Linked DNA regions of Mus musculus: region 1 is linked to region 2. A link is a contact called in public promoter capture Hi-C data. All regions are on one chromosome and are shown on one strand. The core of a region is the stretch at or near the end of the contact, and the rest is flanking DNA. Distances in the headings are between cores, read along the strand shown. Region 1 holds the start of Neu3 (neuraminidase 3). Region 2 has its middle 14 kb from the start of Olfr521.

The links. Promoter capture Hi-C pulls out the DNA fragments that hold promoters and counts their contacts.
Region 1: a promoter capture Hi-C map of macrophages shows a contact between it and region 2, with 5 read pairs. The contact joins the promoter of Neu3 here to the enhancer-like site in region 2. A contact is called at or near these places in 8 of 39 promoter capture datasets (cranial neural crest, embryonic stem cells, frontonasal cranial neural crest and 5 more), 1 of 15 datasets of contacts at CTCF or cohesin (the G1E-ER4 cell line), 2 of 115 datasets of contacts at active chromatin or transcription factors (CD8 T cells and embryonic stem cells) and 3 of 9 other capture datasets (adipose tissue, liver and pancreatic islet).

The regions. Positions count from the first base shown.
Region 1 is chr7:99,823,396-99,830,067 of GRCm38.p6, reverse strand. It overlaps Neu3 (neuraminidase 3), which reads left to right and starts at 1,651. Exons shown (of 3, transcript NM_016720.2): 1 at 1,651-1,910; 2 at 6,535-6,672. The coding sequence starts at 6,540.
Region 2 is chr7:99,778,116-99,784,234 of GRCm38.p6, reverse strand. No RefSeq gene overlaps it. Among named protein-coding and RNA genes, the nearest start is that of Olfr521, 14 kb to the right of the region's middle. Within about 2 kb of position 2,689, at least 27 of the 459 cell types and tissues checked have an H3K27ac peak or open chromatin away from gene starts, as enhancers often do. A contact at or near this core is called in adipose tissue and macrophages, where this site is marked.

The DNA.
Region 1 (6,672 bases), core at 402-2,901, 47 kb before region 2:
TGGCCTTTGTTGCTTTCTTCTAGCTACCTTGTTTTCAAGTAAGACCAGATACTCAAAGCCTATGCTATACCTCTTTCCCCTGCTCTGAAATCAGCTGTTTTTCTTTGAAGTCCTAGTTACTTTTAGCAGGAAACTACTTTATTTTATTTCAGTGTTGTCAGGCTAATCTCTCATTATTTAAAAAGGAATGAAGGAAAATCCCATCCTGTTATGATCTTGTGTCTTAGGAAAGCCCATCCCTTAGAGCGTTCACTGCCGTACCCATGGTATTTGCTCAGGCTCAGGGATTCAAACTCAGTAGGAGTCAATGTTTTTCCATCCTTTAAGTTAATATTCCATCTTTCCCTTCATCTTTTGACAAATTCCTTTATGTTTTACTTGGTTCCAACAAAAAAAATGAGTTTCAATTGTTTCTCTCCATGTGAGTTCTACTTCTGAGTATCAAGTTCACTTCAAAGAAAGAAGACCCCATATTCTTACACTGGAACTAGAGGAGGCAGCCATTTGGGAGAGAAACTCCTAACATGACTGGGATGAAATAAAAGGAAGTCACTTTGCTCCTTGGTGGACAGGGCCCTGCCCCCTGGCATCCTCACAGGCAGAGGAGGAATGGGGTCCGGCCGAATCGGCCCTGCTGTGCTGCTTTCTATCTTACTGTGGTTAGACCCACACTTGGGGGTGTGATTTCTTATATTATAAGGTGAAGGGTGCTATCATACATCTTACTATTATAAGTCAAATACAAGTCACTCCCCACAGGGTAATGCCACTATGCTAAATGTCCTAGTTCATTATGTTAACCTGGTACATAAGGAACCACTGTGAATTTTGATACCAATGTACTCCACATCTTGGTTTTTATGTTTGTTTGTTTGGGTTTTTGTTTTGGTCGTGACTTTTTCATTTTCTTTTTAGTCTCCTCTGGTAGCCTTGTTGACCTGATGGGTTTTGTTTGTTTGTTTGTTTCGGTTTGTTTTTTTGTTTGTTTGTTTGTTTGTGTTGTTGTTGTTTTTTTTTAACAGTCATTTTTAGCTTTCTTTGTCCCCACCCCTGGCTGATCTCTTAGATGCTGCAGTGTGTCAAGAGGGGCCTTTTCCTCTTTTGATTTTGGTAGGTGGGGAAGAATGGGATGGTCCTTGCGTGTGATTGTGAAACAAGAGAATGGATTCAGTACTTGGTGACAGATACATGTATGTAAATGTGTGTAGACAATATACAATAAGTTATCGAAGGTACAGGAGAGTGAACCTAGGACGTTGCACCTGCTAGGCGAGTGCTCTGCCACCTAACTGGTTTCTCGGCTCTGTTTATACTTTTTTTTAAAAATCTTGCGAGAAGGGCAATTGTTCAGGGTGGCCTTAAACTCATTTTGTAGTCCAGACAGATGAAATTTAACAGTCTCTACCACACTAGCAAAGTCCACAGCCCCGCACCACCAGGCCCTGATAAATATATACATTTTGGAACCTTTTGCAAGGAGAATGTCCAGTGCTTTGTGTGAAAACACCCCCTTCCACCTTTTATCTTTTTAGGAGTCCCCTCTGAGCCTCGGAACCTTTGTTCGACAATTAGACTGTCTAGGGAAGTTTTAGGCGGTGATACCTTCCACAGACCAATCGTTAAGGGCGTGGAGAAGCAAGCAGGGCGGGCACTGCGCGGTGAAGGGGCGTGGCCTGGCCGGGGAGGTTGACACCCAGACGCTGCTCTCAGTCCTCTGGCGCCTGCTCCCCAGCGCATTCCTTCTGCTCCTGGGATATTTGTCTCATTACTGCCAGTTCTTGCGCAGCGGTCACTGGGTTCGTTTCAGCGTCTGTGGTTTCTGTCGCTGTTATCCAGTCTCCATCGCCCCAGCTCAGCTTCAGGCCTTCTTCCGAGACTCCACGGGAGAGCCCAGAGAGCCTCCGGAGCCGGTGAGCTGGGGTGAGAGTCACCCGGAATTCGGCCGGGGACTGTGGGGACCTGCATCAGGAAGGAAGACTGAGTCAGCCAGAATCAGCTAGGACCATTCTACTTTTGCTTTCTTCCATCTAAAGCCAAACTTCAGCTGTAGTTTAGAACTGTGGGAACAAACCGAGACTGTGAAGTCTTCTTACTATAGAGGAGTTGTGGGCGACCAAAAAGGTTCCAAGGTGGAATGTTTTTGATACTAGATTTGCAACTGAGTGGTCTCCCCTAAGTTTTCCTCTTCAAACAAGGCTGACTTCAGAAGTCGTGCTAAACTGTACTCTCCCCAAGAAAGAGAATAGAGAGGACTTGGTTGGAAGGTGAGAGAGTATGGAACAGTAATTAATAATCAGAATTATCTGCTAAAGCAAACAACTCCAAAGCAGACCTGTACTAGATTCTTCTCAGCCCCTAGTTCTGAGCACATAGTTTGGGTGAATCCTTTAGGTGTGACCAGGCCACTGTGTTACCACTGTCATCATTATTATTAGAATAATCATAGTGAAAATTAATGACAATTTAATTGTTGAGGTGATGGCAGAACCAAAACTGAATTGTAAAAAGGTCAGCATTCACAATAATTAAAGACATCAATTTGTATAGTGCCTTAACGTTTATAAAGCATTTTTGAATGGTCCTGATAAGTACACATTACTAACCTTTAACAAATGAGAGCCAGTCATGGGGCCTGGCTCCTGTTAATCCAAGCACTCAGGAGGCTGGGGCATGAGAATCACAAGTTCAAGACCAGCCCAGGTGCTAAGAGGAGGTTGTAATTGATAGAATAATGCAGTGCTTAATGATGGGGCTTGGTACTGAGAACACAACAATGATGTGGTTTCATTGTGAGAACTTCATCAGTGTGTATGCACATCGTATGGCTCAGCTAGGCTGTATGGAGAATATATATATATATATATATATATATATATATATATATATATATATTCCATATATATGCCTATTGCGGCTGGAGCCATGATGAGTGAAACATGAAATGAAGTCAAACACAAGAAAAAATGGTGTCAAGAGATTCTGAAAGCATGGATTGTGTGAGGCTGCTGCCAGCTAAGGTAATATGCTGTTTCACTGTAAATGTTTGTAAGTTTGTATTCCAAGATAATAACAAAGTGTAGTCTAATGAATGATTGCAAGCCAGTAAAGTAGCTTTTTGTCATTTCAAGTTGTATGAGCTGTACATAGATATTTGTATATGACTGACATCACAAACGTGTTATATGTCTGGGCTGTGATACTGGTGTCTAAGATGTCTGTGGGTGATGGGAACTTTAACACAATTAGAATCTGTGGGACCACCACACACACACACACACACACACACACACACACACACATATTCAGTCTAGTATTACATTGTATATAGTACATGACTACTGTTCTACATCAGTTTCAGGAGTCAGAAATAATGTGCCCTGTTTGGCATGGTGGCACAAACTAACTAACACTCAGGAGCCTAAGGTTCTAGGATAACAAGTCAAGGTCAGTCTGGGATACAAAGTAAGACATTGTTTAGGGGGGAAAATTAATGATTTATTTATTATTTCAATTTATAACTGAAAAATAGTGATATAGTGACTGCCATGTCTTGTGCAATAGGCTTTGTAACAGCTACTTCAGGCTTATTTGTTCTTTTTATGTAGAACTGAATTCATTTTATAGATGAGGATCTGCAAGCAGTAAAAGCTGTTAAGTACTCTAAGCTATGCCTTTCATTATGCACTGCCCGAAGTGGGACTCAGAGACAGGCATCCTTAGAATAGAGCCAGCCCAGTGGTGCATGGAAGGAGAGAGCTGGACTGTGGCGCACAGGCATGCTCTAACATGCCGACAAGACAGTCCACCCAGTCGTTTGATTAAGTGGTACAAGTCCCAGCCTGGAAGGAAGGGCAGCTTTTCTTGACTCAGAGGCCACTTCTCTCACTCTTCTCACAGTAGTGAACCACCATTGTCTCAATGTAATGATCCATTGAGTCATTCGTACGTTCCAGTTTCTCTTGCTTGACTCAGGCTGCAGACCGACGCAGTGCAACATTCCCCCGTATCTCATTACCCAGAAAGCTGCCTGAGAGACTGGTCTAAACTGACCGATTTTCCTGTCAGAAACTCTACGGTGGCTCCCTGTCTGTAGGATGGATACCACAATAAGGTGACGGGTTTGTCGGGATCTAGCTCTGCTGGTCAACTTAGTCCCGTCTTTGCTCACAGGTCTTTCACGCCCCTCACCACAGTCACACTAGCCGACTGAAAGCGCCCACAGCTCACTGTTGTCTGTTACCCAAACCCGCAAGCTCGCTGCTTCTTGCCCCATCGCTTGGCTGACCCATATAGAGAGATCTTCACTCTCTATATTCCAGTTCATCTATCCCTGCACTCACTCAGCCAGCAAATCCGAGCCAGAGCCTATCACGGACCACGCCTGGTTCTAGGTGAGGAGATAATTCCCATGTGTAATTGAGGGGTGCAGTGAGGAAGCCACACAGGTGGCAACCTCTTCAGAGATTTGGGGGGGCTGTAGGAGAAGATAAAGTAGTGGCCTTTACTGACAGATGGAAGCCCACTCTAGAAGGTGACTGAGGAATGCTGAGGGTCCCCTGGGTTAGCAGAGAAAAGGCAGAGAGAGAGAGGAGCAGACCGGTGATAGCCAGAACTACGGGAGCAGGAAAGATAGCAGATATGGTGGGAGAGTCCCGCCTGACGGAAGGAGGGCAGGTTAGCTGGAATAGCCTGGGAACTATTGTGGGGCCTCTGATCTGCTGGAAGCCTGTTTGGTTTAGTAGAAACTAGAGGCCCTCTCCAGAGATTACGGGCCTGTAGGAGAAGATAAGAGCGTAATGGCTTTTCCTGGCAAACAGAAACACACTTTACAAGGTTTCTGAGGAGCACTGAGTGTTCACTGGGTTAGAGTCCAGCCTGGGATGAGCACAGACTGCCATCTTGGGGTGTTGGGACCTGATACCGTGGATCTTTTATTTTGTAGCATGCATTGAGTATGTACGCTATGGGAGACCTCCGAGAGTGAGAAGTCCTGTGGGGAAACAAGCAGGGAACAAGGCACAGAGGCGGCAAGCCGTTGTCAGATAACAGCCCAGCGACTGGATGATATCTGCGCACAGCTTCGGGAGGGGAGGTAGTAGATGAGGTTTGACCAGAACTTAGGGAAGTGAGGTAGGGAATTGTGTGACTATCTGAAAAAGAATGTCCCAGGCAGAGTAGGTAGCTAGCTTGGCCCAGTGTTACCCTCTCAGAAGGTCTTTTGCTGGGGCTTTGAGCTGCACAGCTGTGTCTTTGCTATTTGCGCTTGTTGTTTATCTCTAAGACAATGCTCACTGCTTCATATCTATCTTTGTGTGTATCTCCCCCCTCATTCGTTCTAACCTTGAGAACAGGTGTCTCCTCAACACCAGTGTAAGGGCCTAATATATGTAGGCCCAGAAATGTTTATTGAATAAATACTGAGGGAGGATTTATTGGCCTAGCTCTTATGGATTCCTTCCTTCCTTCCTTCCTTCCTTCCTTCCTTCCTTCCTTCCTTCCTTCCTTTCTTCATTCTTTCTTCCCTTCTTCCCTTTCTCCCTCCTCCCTTTCTTTCTTTCTTTCTTTCTTTCTTTCTTTCTTTCTTTCTTTCTTTCTTTCTTTCTTTCTTTCTCTCTTTCTTCCTTCCTTCCTTTCTTCCTTTTCTTTATTTTCTTTTCCTTTCTTTTCTTTCTCTCTCCCTCTCTCTCTCCCTTCCTTCCTTCCTCCCTTCCTCCCTTCCTTCCTTCCTTCCTTCCTTCCTTTCTTGTATAAATTGTTTGAATATGGGCATTGGATAACAGATAATTTGAAAGAAGCTTAAATCTTAAAGTTTATTTTTTTCTGTTTGGCCTGAGTCCCTTTTGTGGCCTCTGGGGAGTGGGGCTTTTGGGCTATTTCAGTTTCTGGAGGCTTCTACTATTAGTGTCACAGACCTGCTAGCCTAGCAAATGGCAGCTAGACTTTCACAAAGACCCATGTAGCTGAATTTGCGGAAAAAAAAAATAATCTCCAAGGGGCTGAGAGTAAGAGCAAACCCAGAGCCAGAGTAGCAATCCCTTGAGCTACACACAGCGGGTCACATGCAAGAGTGTGGCTTTTAACACACTTGTCACCCCAGCCAAAGCTACAGGTCTACATGCATTAGACCACCCAGAACTGAGATCACAGCACCAAGATGCGTCCCTTGAGAATCTCCACCCTCTGTTGTGTGCACCCCTCACACAGTGACTAGAGGACAAAGCCCTCTTACTGGCACAGATGAGAAAGCAGGCTGTCTTTTTTCTGAGGCTTCAGGATGGGGAGAAAGCTTTCCTGGTGCTTTGTTAATCTCGAATGTTACTCAAATTAATTTGAGTAACCTGGGAACCCAATGGACGTATCTAGAGAACAGAGTTGTTGCATGAGGGTGCATGATATCTGCTTTGGGCAGTTGATGCTATGATGTTCTCTTTATCTGAAGAAGTAGACATTCAAGTACCCGCTGTGTGCCCTCGGCAATGAAATGAGCAGGAACCTGTATGCAGACCCACACTGAACTGTTTCCTGTCCTTACAGAAGCCATGGAGGAAGTCCCACCCTACTCCCTCAGCAGCACCCTGTTCCAGCAGGAAGAACAGAGTGGGGTGACCTACCGGATCCCAGCCCTGCTGTACCTTCCTCCCACCCACACCTTCCTGGCCTTTGCAGAGAAGC
Region 2 (6,119 bases), core at 1,440-3,939:
TTTTCAAGATCCTTTGTGTCAGGAGCCTGAAGGCAGGAGCTGATGCAAAGGCCATGGAAGAATGCTGCTTACTGGCTTGCTCCTCAAGGCTCTCTCAGCCTGGTTTCTCATAGCATCCAGGCCTACCTGCCCAGGGATGGCAACACCCACAGTGATCTGGGCCCTCCCACATCAATCGTTAACCAAGAAAACGTCCTATAGACTTGCCCACAGGCCAATCTGATGGAGGCATTTTTCTTAACTGAGGTCCCCTGACCAGATAACTAGCTTGTGTCAAGTTGACCAAACTAAACCAAACCAAAAAACAACCACAACCACTAACCAACCAACCAAGGATTTTGAGAACAATGTTGAAGAGACAAAAGAGGGAGACCTTGTCTTGTTCGTGTTCTCCTTCTTGCTTTAGGAGGAAAGAAAGGCTTTCAAACCTGCAGCAATGAGGTCACTTACTGTACGTTCCTCATGAGTGCATATTCCCATTCAGAGGAAGATTCCATTTCTTCCTAGCTTTCTGAGCCTTGAAAGGCTATTGAATTTTGTCAAATGTTTTCACTGCATCAATTAAGGTGATCATGTGATCCTCCCACGCCCGTCATTCTGTGCTGCCTTATATAGACTCTAATGTATTCAGACACTCTTCCGGTCTGTGGTAAATTTCATGTGGTCACAGTGTATTACGATTTGAAAATGGATTCAATTGGATAGCGTTTACCGAGAAGTTTTGCATTTATATCACAGAGGGTATTGATGGATGGGTGTTAGCTTTCTTTTGATGTCTTTGCCTGGGCTCTGCTATGATGCTGATGCTGAATTCATCTAATGACTTCCATGGTGTTCCTCCCTCTTTTCCCCCCTTAACATCCTTGAGAATAATGTTAATTATTCTGTAAGTCACAGGACACACCAAGCACATCCTCGGCTCTGGACTTTTATTGGTTGTAAGCTTTTTCCATCCAGCCTCTTTGCTTACACTTGATATTTTCCCCTTTTTCTGGACTCTCCTGGGTGTTTATAGAAAATTTTCATTTTATCTTGTTAATCTAGTTCACTGATGTGTCATAGTTCACACTGTTGTCTTATAATCCTTTTGTACTTTGGTTTGGGTTGAAACAGTTTACAGAAGGGGGAAGATATCTTTACCAACTCTAAATAAGACAGTGGGTTAATATCCAGGACATATAAAAAATTGCAAAAATTACCAAAAAGCTGAACCACTCAGTCGGTGGATTGTCTGTGAATTGAATAGATATCAAAGGAAGAAATAGAAATAGCTAGTAAATACTTCAAAAAGTATTCAACAGTCTTAGCTATCAGGGAAATGCAAAGTAAAACTGAGTTGAGAAAATCAACTCAGCCGGAATGGGACTGGAGAGATGGCTCAGTGGCCAAGGGCACCGGAGAGATGGCTCTGGCCACTGGGGGTACTTCCACATACATGTACACACCCATAGACAGATATATGCACCTACACATAATTAAAAATAATAAAAATCAGTCTTAAAATATTAACAAGGACTGGTAAGGATATAGGGAGAGAGAGCCTCTTAATCAATGATAGTTGTGATGCAAATTCATATAGCAACCATGTACATTAGTATGGATGGTCCTAGAAAAGCAGCAACTGCAATGACTCTGACCCAGTTATGGTACTCTGGGGTATGTACTCACAGAACTCATAAGAGATGCTTGTAATTTTCATTATAGCTGTGGTATTTACAATAGTCAGGAATTGGAACTAGGTGAATGTCCATTAACAGATGAGTGGGTGGAGAAAAGGAGGTGCTTATATTTTATGCAGCCGTACAAAGAAACGAAGTCATGGCCTGTTTCAGGGACATCTTCAATTGAAAGGTCACTGTGCTAAGTGAAACAAGGCAGACTCAGAGAGACACATACTGCACATGGTGTGTTCTCTCTCTCTCTCTCTCTTTCATTCATTCATTCATTCATTCATTCATTCTTTCTTTCTGTTTGTGTTTGTGTATGTGCATATGCACACATGTTTATATGTGCATTCTTTAGGTCGTGAAACTGAAAAAGAAAACAGAAGGCAGAAAGAGGTCCCAAGGTTCCATGTGATCAGAAAGCAGAAGGGGGTGGAGCACTAACTAGGAGAAGAGGAACCAGCTGAAGAGGAGGAGGCAGGACAGTGGCTGTGGGGGAGGGGAACAAATGAGCATAAAGGACAGTTTCATCCTTATTTTGTCTGCTAACCTAAAAGCCAATAAAGATAAATGTGTCTTTTGCTCAAGAGACGTTAACTACTAAATGAAGCACAAGGGTTAATAAAGGAAAAAAGGACTGGAAAACATTAATAAATAGAAGCTGTTACTTTCTAATTTCTCGTTTTCATTTTAAAGGATATTGACTTTGTATACTTGTTCTTTGATCCTGAACGATATTAGTTGTATCATTAATTTTACTTTGTCAAAGTTCAGAACATTAATTTTTGTTCCGTAGTTATAATTCCCAGAATGCTTCAGCCTAGGTTCTGTATTTAAATGCTACTCATCACTGTCACTTTTATCACCGATTCTTAATTCTGGCCATTCTTTATTTTGAGTCGTCTGCTGGCTGTCTGCATTGTCTTACATAACAGACTTTCAGAGCGGAGCCCACGGGTGCTGTGTTACCACTTCCTGTGTGTCTGAAATGTCTGCCTGCTGCCTTTAGCTCTGAGTGAGCTGGTCATCATGTGGCCCTGATGTGGATAAGGGCTTTTGCTTCCTCTCTTAGTTTGTTCATGACCTTGTGCAGTATGGCATGGCAGTGTGCACAGGTAATCTGTTTCCTACTCTCATTTATTCTTCTTGATGTCTACTGTATCCTTTAATGCTGTGAAATTAGTTCTTTATTTCATGGAACTTTCTTACTATTTATTTTGAGATACTCTATTGCATTCACTGACACCTTTGCTTTGAGGACATCAAATAGCCTAATAAGAAATGTTCTTCTGCTGCTCATCTTCCTCCATTTAGGCTCTGAGAAGAAGGATAGTCTCTCTTTCTCTCTCTGTCTCTGTCTGTCTGTCTATCTGTCTGTCTGTCTGTCTCTCTCTCTCTCTCTCTCTCTTCTCTTTCTATTCCTCCCTACAATACCCACTGATGACCTGCTGTCTACCAAACTGCCTCTTAACTCACAGTAGTTAGCCCTTGACTTGGGAGTGGTATGGTGTGGTGGTGTACATCTGAAATCCCAGCACTCAGGAGGCTGAGGGGGGAGTATTTTAAGTTTGAGGCCAGTCTTGCTGCATGATAAGATCCTATCTCAAAAACAAAAACAAACAAACAAACAAACAAAAAACCAAGTAAACTACTTTAGATTTTATTCTGATTTTGTGCTGAGCTCTAGGAACTGAGATGACTCTCCATCTTCCTTTGGGCATTCCTGGATGACAATAGAGTGCAGACAACCAGATGGACTGGAGTGGAAGGCAGACAGCCCAAGAGAAGGCTAAGACCCATCATCAAAGGAGGAAGCTGCTACAGATGTGTAGTCTCATCTGTATGGGAGACACGAGACCATCAGAAGGAAACAGAAGGAGGAATTCTTGTCTTCAGGGTACACGATCAGATGTGAAGGGAAAGGATTGAGATGGTGGCTGCGGATGAGGGATGGCTGTGACCATGAACCAGACAGACCATTATGACTACATGGATGGAACTGTAGCCTTCCATCTTGTTCTCTGTCCATACCCCCTCAGGCCACATTTCCTCTTCCCAAGCTTTTCTTCTCCATCAGCTGCTCAGCCTGGTAATCCTTTCTTGTCCTTGTGTGCACCAATTCAGACGGTCCCAGATGCAGTTCTCTTGCTGTGGGGGATCCTTAGAGACACTTGTGCTGTAGGAGTGGGAAACAGGAACAAACAGAATCATTTCCCTTGCATCCCAACTCCTAAAGATCGTGTCAGAAGGGGAGGATTCTGGGTAAAGGAGAGGAAAAGATCATACGGAAGTCTTGAAACCATATTGACTGTTCAGTGTGTGTCACTCATCCTGCCCTTCCTCTTTCCAGAGACTGACTTGGGAGTGTTAGGAAGACATCCCAGTGACTGGTTCTGCATGTGAAGAACATGCAGGGGCAGAAGGGGGCTCTGCTGCAAACTAACCAAGACATTTTTGGTTGCAAGTGACAGAAAACTACCCAGCAGTAGCGCTCAGAGTCTTGTTTGAAAGAACTGAGAACTCCTTTGGTTGATTTAGTCAAACAAAAGTTTTATTAAAGGAACAATTCCAAAAGTAACAAGTTCTCTGGAGATTAGCCCCACAGATAACTGAAATGGAGGGGATCTCAGCCTGGGAGGAGGTCCTTAGTAAAACGGGAAAATACAAGGATACTTCACTGGGCTCCTGCAACGCACAACAGCACCAACTCTCGGCTTCTCCTAGACCCTGATACCCATGGTTCCTGTATTAGTCAGGGTTCTCTAGAGTCACAGAACTTATGGATAGTCTCTAGATAGTAAAGGAATTTATTGATGACTTACAGTCGGCAGCCCAATTCCCAACAATGATTCAGTCGCAGCTGTGAATGGAAGTCCAAGGATCTAGCAGTTACTCAGTCTCACGCAGCAAGCAGGCGAAGGAGCAAGAGCAAGAGCTAGACTCCCTTCTTCCAATGTCCTTATATTGTCTCCAGCAGAAGGTGTAGCCCAGATTAAAGGTGTGTTCCACCACACCCTTAATCCCAGATGAAAGCCGTAGCCCAGATTAAAGGTGTGTTCCTTGAACTCAGAGATTCAATCTTCTGGAATCCATAGCTACTATGGCTCAAGATCTCCAAACCAAGATCCAGATAAGGGTCACTGGTGAGCCTTCCAATTCTGGATTGTAGTTCATTACAAATATAGTCAAGTTGACAACCAGGAATAGCCACTACAGTTCCCTTGTCTCACTTTCATTTCTGTTGCTGTGATGATACATCTGGCAGGGGTTTATTCCACTTACAATTCCAAGTTACAGTTGATTACCGAGGGAAGTCAAGACAGGAACTCAAGAAGCAAGCCACTCACACCTGCTCTCAACTAGCTCTCTCCGAGTAGCTTTTTTTTTTTTTCTTTACATTGATCAGGACCTCCCAGCCTAGGGAATGGTACTGCCTACAGTGGACTGCCTCTTCCAAAATCAGTTAAGAATCAGGAAAACTCCATAGAGATATGCTACAAGCCAACCTGATCTAGATAATTCTTTATTCAGACAATTTTTTTATAAGTGGCTCTAGTTTGTGTCAAGTTGACACTTAAAACTAACCAACACCTGAACCCTGATACTTCCCTTCATGCTTCTAAGGTCTGCTAGCCCCCTCTCTAGAAAGAACATTCATTACACAGCTCATGGATGGAAAAATTCCCCCAGTCTAGAAATTACTCAAGACAACCCACTGAAAAGAAAAAGTAACATAAAATAATAATTGTAAGTTTTTCTGGTGCTCATAATTTTGCTTTCAAAATCATACCAGTACATATCAATCACATACCAATGCATATTATATATTTATTTGTATTCTATGTGTAAGAAATATTTGACTTCTGTGGAAAGCAGTGTAAAATAGGGCAAAACATAACAAAAAATAATTTAGAAGGGAGAACAGCGGCTATTTTTAGGCTCCTGATAAAGAAAGGTGTAAACGCTAAGAAACAGGCTCGAGTTCCTGTCAGCCAAGGCAAGGAGAATCTGGTGTGTATGAAGTATGTCATTCTCTGGCAAAAGGAAGGTCAATAAATTTACTTTCAGATAAATTTTTTTCCACCAGCAGAAAGTTCCAGGACAATTCTGAGTGGTAGTATGAGTACTATATTGAACGCATCATTCTGTACAGTATTGTCAAAAGCCATGCATGCTTAGAACTCATTGTTTGCTTATTTATATTAGAATGCTGTGGTAGTTTGAATAGGTATGGTCCCCAAAGACTCATGTTTAAATGCTTCTTGGAGGAAGTGTGTCACTGTGGGGGTGGGCTTTGAAGTCTCCTAGACTCAAACTATTCCTAATGTGGCACATAGTCTCCTTCTGTCCGCCTTCAGATCAAGATGTAGAACTCTTGGCTCCTCCAGCACCATGTCTGCCTACACACTACCATATTCCCACCATGATGAAAATGGACTGAGTCTCTGAACCTGT